Regions from separate parts of the Mus musculus genome. Here region 1 is linked to region 2. The links are chromatin contacts, called in public promoter capture Hi-C maps. All regions are on one chromosome and are shown on one strand. The core of a region is the stretch at or near the end of the contact, and the rest is flanking DNA. Distances in the headings are between cores, read along the strand shown.

Region 1 (3,737 bases), core at 444-2,943, 3.1 Mb after region 2:
TTCAACACCCAGATTGGGAACTCCTGAGTGCAGCACAGCCCCCAGCCACCTCAGTGGGGGACTTACACAGGCAAAGAGCACAAAGTCATCTCATGTAAAACAAGCTTTTGTTTACGAAGCAGAAACAGTAGTTTTGTTAAAGTTGTGCAAAACCAGGCAATTTTAAAATCTAACCCATTGGAAGTCCATTTTTGGTTTCTGCTTCTCTCAAGCAGTTTTAAAGTGAGCCATCAATATAATGTTAGCCATCACATCCCCAGTGACACACTTTTCCCAACAAGGTCACACCTCCTAATCCTTCCCAGACAGTTCCACCAACTAGGGGTCATGCTATTCAAGTATATGAGGCTATAGGGGCCAATCTCCTTCAGACCACCACATTTCAGATCTAAACTACAGCATCAGTTTTCAGTGAAAGCAACTCTTTTACCTTTACATCTGGCTTTCTTCCTCCTTACAATCAGGACCCCACCAGCCTCTAGGCAAACCTCATTCTAAGTGTTTCAGGAACTCCTGTTGGTGCTGATATTAAGTCTACAAAGCTCACTTTCTGTGGTGAGGGCATCTGTTTTCCTCCATGCCTCCACAGCCATGCAATTTGCTTAAAGCGCTAGGACTTGGGTGGGAAGCAGCAGCATTCTGCATTCTCATCTTTCAAGTTTTGTGTGCCAGGATCCCTGACCTTAGGCCTCGGAGGTCAGCAGTGACCCTGACTCTGGGTTATCAATGCCACTTGGAACAAAGGCTAACTGTAGCTTTCAATCCCATGTACCCCGTTGTATTTCTTCACTGAGTTTTGTTCTAACATTTAGTTGGTGTGTGTTTGGGGTAAGGGGGGCCACCAATGTTATCTATCTTCACTAGATGGCTATGCACAGCCAATTTCTGATATTTATGACTTTTTTTAAAAAAGATATTTGTCTTTACATAAACATATGCTTACTTGTATATGTGCAAGATGGTATAAAAATCTCTACAGGATTCATTAGCTCCTTAAAACTTCCAATTAAAAACGGACAAAGCACACAAAATGGAGACTGAGACGTGAAAACAAAGAATGAATCGGCACAGAGCAATTCACATCCCAACATACAGTTCCGTGCTGAGCAGTGGACAAAGTACATAGTCAGAGGAAAGGCCGGCTTGGTAAGGAATATAAGCAGAAACAAACAACAAAAGAAAACAAAACACGCACAAACAAAAACTCAACTCTTAACCATCTAGAAAGTTTTTAGGAGAGTGGTGGACTCTGGGGATTTGACCATGATCTTTGTAACCATGAGCAAGCTATTGTAAGCAATTCATTTCAATTTAACATTTACAAATACTGTGACAGATGCTAGAGAAATACAGTTGAATAAAAGAATATCTGATTCAAGGAGCCCACAATTGGAAGCAGCAGGGAGAAACGTAAACAAGTAGGTTTTGATGGTCGGATTCTATTCTGGGGGTTTACATGGGTACGGGGCAATAACTGTTATCAAGTGGTAGCCAGGAGAAGCTGCAAGGACAGTGACATCCAGGGGGAAGACAGGGCGATCAGCAGAAATTCACCTGTGAAAGGTCATTGGGGGTTAGCTGATGGTTACCGCCAGCGGCCAGTTGGCAAGGTCCTCGGGCACCGCAGAGGTTCGGGCTCCCCGCCAGGGGGCGCCGTAGCCCCGGCATCGGCCGGCCGTTACGTTTCCGGGCACCGAGGGCCGAAAGCCGCCATCTCCGGGCGGCCGGCGCGCGCGCCGCCACTGTGGGCCGCTCCGGTCCGTTACCGGGGCAACGGCGGCGCTCCCTCCTTGTGGGCCGCGACCGTCTCTCTCCGCGCCATTTTCAAACCGCGCTCGTGCCGGAGCCATTGGCCGCAGCAGGACGAGCCAGCGGGGACAGCGGGTCCGGAGGGCGATGTACCTCGGGACGGAGCGGCGGTGAGGCGCACCCGGGGGAGGCCGCGGGGGCTGGGCCGGGTCGCGGGGCCTCCGGGGCGGTCCCCACCCCCACCCCCGAGCGAGGGCGGGAGCCCGGGCGCTGCCGGGAGGAAGTGCGGGAGGGCGGCGCGGGGACCGTCCCACAGTCCGTCGGTCCGTCCGTCCGTCCGTGCGGCCCGGGGCCGACCCGAGGAGAACTGCCGTTCCACCCTCCGGCCTGAGCCGGGGAAGGACTGCTTGGCCGCTCCGGCCCGTGCCCTTTGCGGTGCCCGCACTCTGGTGTTGGTTTTTTTAAACGCTACTGTATCCGCAGGTTGCATATTTCTGAGAAAGTAAGAGGTGCCCGCTTTGAGACAACAACGCCCCAGGGTTTAGTGGACAGCTAGTTGTAACTGCGGAACCTACCCTTTTCGGCTGTTTTGATTTAAAGCTTGTGATCTGGAATATAGGGGAAACCCTAATATGTACATATCACCCCCCAGCCTGGAGGACTTTACTTATTATGGCCCATGGTCTTTTGATTCGTATTCTCATTCTGCCTTCATGAAGGATGGAGAAAGATGGTTTCCTGGTACCCGGAGTTGGCAGCTGTCAAGGAGGGGGCATAGTTCTTGGAGTTTGCCCCGCTAATTTATCTTGTCAGATGTTTTTCTTGTGAGCACAGGAGTTTCTGTAAAACACCTCCGGCATCAATCAAGTCCTTTTGTGGAGGGACCTAGAAAGCCCTAGGGGAAGCCTCTAAAAGAAGATCCTAGATTTGTTAACGGGGATAACCAAGAAGAAACACTAATTTAGAAGTAGCCCTGTGGTTGGGGAAGCTATTTTCTTGGGACAGCCTTCTTGGCTTTATGCTTTAAATAGGAACGGTGACATTGGTACTCGATCCCACAATGGGTGTTTGGAGCATCAGGTTTTGCATGTATTCATTTATGTGCACTTATAATTTTTACTAGTGGTGAAGGACATAATTTTTATTTGATTTAGAAACATGAGTTCTATGACTACAATTTTTTGGCAAAGGTTAGAAATGGTCTCTGCATAACTCAATTTTAGGGCAGATTGGTAGAGATAATAAATAATCATAGGTGTTTGAGAAGACAAGTATAACAGCTGGAGGTATTGCCCAGTAAAGAGTGCTCTCCTACCATGTCATAGGCTCAGTGCTTAACCCTGGATACGGTAAACAAACAAGCATAGAAATAGACAAGCATAAAAATGTATACTGAGCTACTTACATGTGTGTTACTTAAAAAAAAAAAAAAAAGGAAGTAAGATTGGGCCTGGTGGTACACATCTGTAGTCCTAGCACTCAAAGGCACAGGCAGAAGAAAAAGATGGGGCTGTCTGGCCAATAATATGAGTTCTAGACCAGTCAGGATGGTATATTTCAAAATAATGAAAAGAACCAATATGGGAGTGAAATTTACACGGTGAAATGCACCTTCAGTGTGCCTTTAAGCACTTTCCATGAATGTCTGTGCCTGGGTAACTTACCCCAGGCAGTCCTCTATCACTTTGGGAAAAAAGATCTATCCTTTCCAGAGACTCTCCAGAGGCCCGTGAAACTGTTTCTAGCCCGCGTAGGATAGCTTGTTCATCCCCTTTCCAGCTCTGTACAGTTACAGGTGAAGCTGCTGGAGTCTCCCTGTGCATATTCCTGTCCGTTTTCTTTTGTAAAGCTGTAGGAATAGAATTATGGTGTTATCAGCTAGGACTGTGTTTCACTTAATAGGAAGCTGTTTGGCTCGTTCCACAGTGGTTTTCTACTCTCTGGGTGGTGTGTGGATTTCTTAAGCTGAGAGTCTTTGCATGTTACGC
Region 2 (3,720 bases), core at 553-3,052:
GCTGAGAACCAGCATAGGTTAGAATTCTGTTTATTTATTTATTTATTTTTCCTGGATACTATGTGTCAAGGAAGTGCTGAGAGCAGGGAGAAAGCGAACTGGCAGCAGGTCCTTTAGGTTTAATAGTCTCACAACCATAAAGTTTGCTGCAGATAAATCAATATAGCAGATTAATAACTAATATAAATCACGGGCTTATTTTAATTTACAAGTACCAAGAAGTAAACCTCTTTTCTGTGCAAAATAATATGGGAAACAAAACTCAAACACAACAAATATTATACATAAGAAAGTCTCAGAAACACGAATAAACTGTAGTTCTTACTATATTAGGCTGAAATCAGGAACAGAATAATGAACACAAAAAGACTTTGCCCAGAATAAGCACTTAAAAAAATATAGAAGCTCCCAACCCAGGAGCCTACAAGTACCTTCCTTTGTTTATGAGACTTGGCTAAGACTCTGTCCTGTTAAGGAGACCCAAAAGAATGCTCTATGAAGAGTTCTTGTCTTCAGATGCAATTCTGATATTTTGCAATTTGATGAAGTGAATCATATGCATTTGAATGACAAATATGAAAGATTGCGTTATTGGGATTCAATTTAATTACAGAGAAATAGAGGGCGATGAGATGGAACATATCACAGTAACAAACACAGTGATGTAGATAACAAGGACTGTAAGCTGTTTTGCGCTTGTAACATTTGTCCGGATTTCAGAACTCTACAACTCAAGAGCCTGGGCTGTAGAATTCAGAATCCTAACGCAGGACCCCTTTGTTATCTTTGGTCATATCATCCAGTGCGTGTGGCGGAATCTACAGGCTGTCCAGGCTGTGGTTGGGGCAAGCGAGGTTTGGACATGGAGTGTGTGTTTGCGGTGGGGGCGGGGCGCCCACCCTCGCACATCTCAGCGTTATTGCATTACCTGTGATTGTGGAGAACTGGTTTTCAAGTACTGAAAAACTCCAAGAAACAACAAAAGCAGTATTTAGGACACTTAACAATCACAACCCCATTAACGCTTCCCTCTGCTAAACAGCGGTTTGGCCAGGTTCGACTTATGTTTCTTAGACTTTTATAGTCAGGGGACCTGGCTTATCTTGGTGTCAGGCTGACCCCAGAGCCTAATGTGGCACTAGGTTTTTCTCTCGCTGTCTGGGGACCGCAGAGGTGTCTGACGTTCAATGCCTGAAGCATTCGAAACCTTTGGCGCAAGTAACGCATGACTCTGAATAATTGACTCTGAAAAAGAGGCGCATTTCCAAAGTTGAGGACAGAAAGGTTGTGGCATAAAGGGGAGGAAAGCGGAGATATTTTTCTTCTTCTAATTTTCCGCAATGGGAAACGATTGAGGAGAACCGGCGGGACCCGGGCGCGGGCAGTAGCGGGATCTGGCCGATGGCCTCCCAGGGAACACCAGTCCCTGTGGGCTGGAGCTTGGCTCTAGGTCCCTCAGGCTGCTTTGTTTCGGATGCTTAACCCAGGTTCTCGGCTGGGCTCTCGGTTGGTCTCCCGCTCCAGGATCCGCCCGCCACAGGGCGGGGCTTCAGGGTCAAGGTGGACCAATTCCCCAGTCTCGCCCCTCCACGCGCTTTCGGACCCCTGAATGACTGACAGCCGTTGGGTCCAACCTGCGGCTCCGAACAGTGGCCTCCACCAGGGGCGGTCGGAGGCGAGACGCCGGGGCCAATCACGTTGCAGTCTAGGGGGCGGGGCCTCCTTGCCAGCTGCAGGCGGCGCAACCAGCACTTCTTCGGTCAAATGAGAGCCGAAGAGGGGCGGTCCCCCGGCTGGGGTCTAGCCAATGAGAAGGGCGGGATGGGCGGGCCGGAGAAGAAGCCGGCGGTCCTCTGTTGCGAGCTAAGGTTTGGGGAGTCGGTAGGGGGACCGCGAGTGGAGCGCGGGAGCCCGGGCGGCAGGCGGGTGTGAGCTGCCCGAAAATGCACTCGGATGCTGCAGCTGTCAGTGAGTAGCACAGAGCCAGCGGGCCCGCACACCGCGTCCGCTCCTGCGCTCCCTTCTCCACTTCTCCGGTTCCGATCGCGCTGGAGTCCCTGGCCCGGGAGCGGGTTGAACCCCTCCTGGAGTCCGAGGGCCGTGACGCTGCGGGCGGCTGGGGCGGGGGCAGGGGCGGCGGGGAGGGGGTGGGGACTGGCTGGCTTTCCGCGGTTGGGGGAGGGGGGACATTCTGGAAGGCCGGGGGCCGAGAGTCGGTGGTGCACGGAGGTGGAGACGGCGGCGGGCGCTGGCAGCTGGGGTCGGGGGTGGTACGAGCGGGCAGGGAGAGGGCCTGCGGTCCGAGTACAGGGTGAGGCTTGCGGGGCCCGAGCCGTACGGTCTACCGGGGAAGGCGGGGGAGTGCGAGGGGAGAGGGGGCGGGGACAATGGGAAGGAGGGCTGGGGGCGGGGGCGGGAACAATGGGTGGGGAGCTGGGGCAGCGGCCGGGCCGGTGAGGGGATGGGGGGTGATGTAACGGGGGCCATGGAGTGGGAGACGCCGCGGTGGGATGGGAGAGTTGTGGAGTCCGGTGTGCGGGACGGCGGTCGGGAGTGGGGAGAGGGCTTGGGGGGCAGGTGTTGGGACAGGCGGTCCCCGGAGGAGTGGATGGCGGATAGGACTGCTGTGCAGTTTGGGGGCTGGGACAGGGGTCGGGGAGGGTGTGCGGAGTGAGTTAGGAGGAAGAGTAGGTGGGGAGAAGCGGGGACTGGGAGGGCTGTCATCTTCGGGTACGGTGCTCTTGGGGCGGGGTGGGGAGCGTTGGACTGTCCATTGGGGGAGGCGCCTCCTCCCTGGAGAGGCCCGGTTCCAGCCTAGGAGGGGACCACCATTGAGCCTCGGGGTGCACTGAGGAGAGGGGGCGGGGCCGGGTACCCGGGAGGTGTCCCGAGGCTGGCAGTAGCCTCCGCGTTCGGCGAGCAACGGGGAGCGAGGTCAGCGCGGGCTGGGGTTACAGGACCGGGAGGCCGCTGTCTGCGAGCTGACTCGACCCGCAGGGGTCCTGGAAGCGGGGTGGAGGAATTGGCGTAAGAGGTTGTCGGGGTCCCCGGCGGTCCGTAGGTTTGGCAGTGTGTGACGCAGTTCTCTAATTTCTGGCCATCAGGTGTAGAGGCTGATGCGTCAAGACCTGTTACCTTGTACGGAGGGCCGCTTTGGAGGCATAGCAACGCGCGTGCGAGAAGCTACCTCCGCCCGAAGCACCGGGAGGGTGCTTTAGGGGTTTCCTTTAGGGTCTGGCTCCCCGAGCCGGTGTAAAGGGAAAGGCAGTCTCGTGGAATTCTGGGTCTTGTAGTCCCAGCCGCCCTGGGCCGCGGTTGGATTGGGTGCACGTGGGTAACTGTGGAAACGAGTCCCAGAATTCAGCGCGCCCCTTGGACCCTCCTTGCTTGACTAACTCGTGCTTTATGCCGCGGAGACTCAATGCATTCTCTCCCGGGAGATGCCTGGGTTCCTTGGGACAGTGTCCACCGCAGAGGGAAAGCCCAGGCCAAGCCCTGGCCTTTCTCCAAGATAATTTACCCCTGCATCTGCCTTGGGGAGCGAAAGCTTAGTCTCAAATCATCCTGCACACGTTCGTTTTAAAGCAACGTTTACCATGGAACATTTAGAGCGTGTTCATTGTATGGACGTCTAGAGTGAAGTATATAGCCTTACATAAGTATGGAAACTAAGTAGAGATTCGTAATATCCCTTGTGAAGAAAATACAGATAACTGCACT

The links. Promoter capture Hi-C pulls out the DNA fragments that hold promoters and counts their contacts.
Region 1: a promoter capture Hi-C map of pre-B cells shows a contact between it and region 2. The contact joins the promoter of Cep135 here to the promoter of Dcun1d4 in region 2. A contact is called at or near these places in 2 of 39 promoter capture datasets (cranial neural crest and pre-B cells).

What each region holds. Positions count from the first base shown.
Region 1 is chr5:76,587,006-76,590,742 of GRCm38.p6, forward strand. It overlaps Cep135 (centrosomal protein 135), which reads left to right and starts at 1,694. Exons shown (of 26, transcript NM_199032.3): 1 at 1,694-1,919.
Region 2 is chr5:73,489,224-73,492,943 of GRCm38.p6, forward strand. It overlaps Dcun1d4 (DCN1, defective in cullin neddylation 1, domain containing 4 (S. cerevisiae)), which reads left to right and starts at 1,803. Exons shown (of 11, transcript NM_178896.5): 1 at 1,803-1,968. The coding sequence starts at 1,944.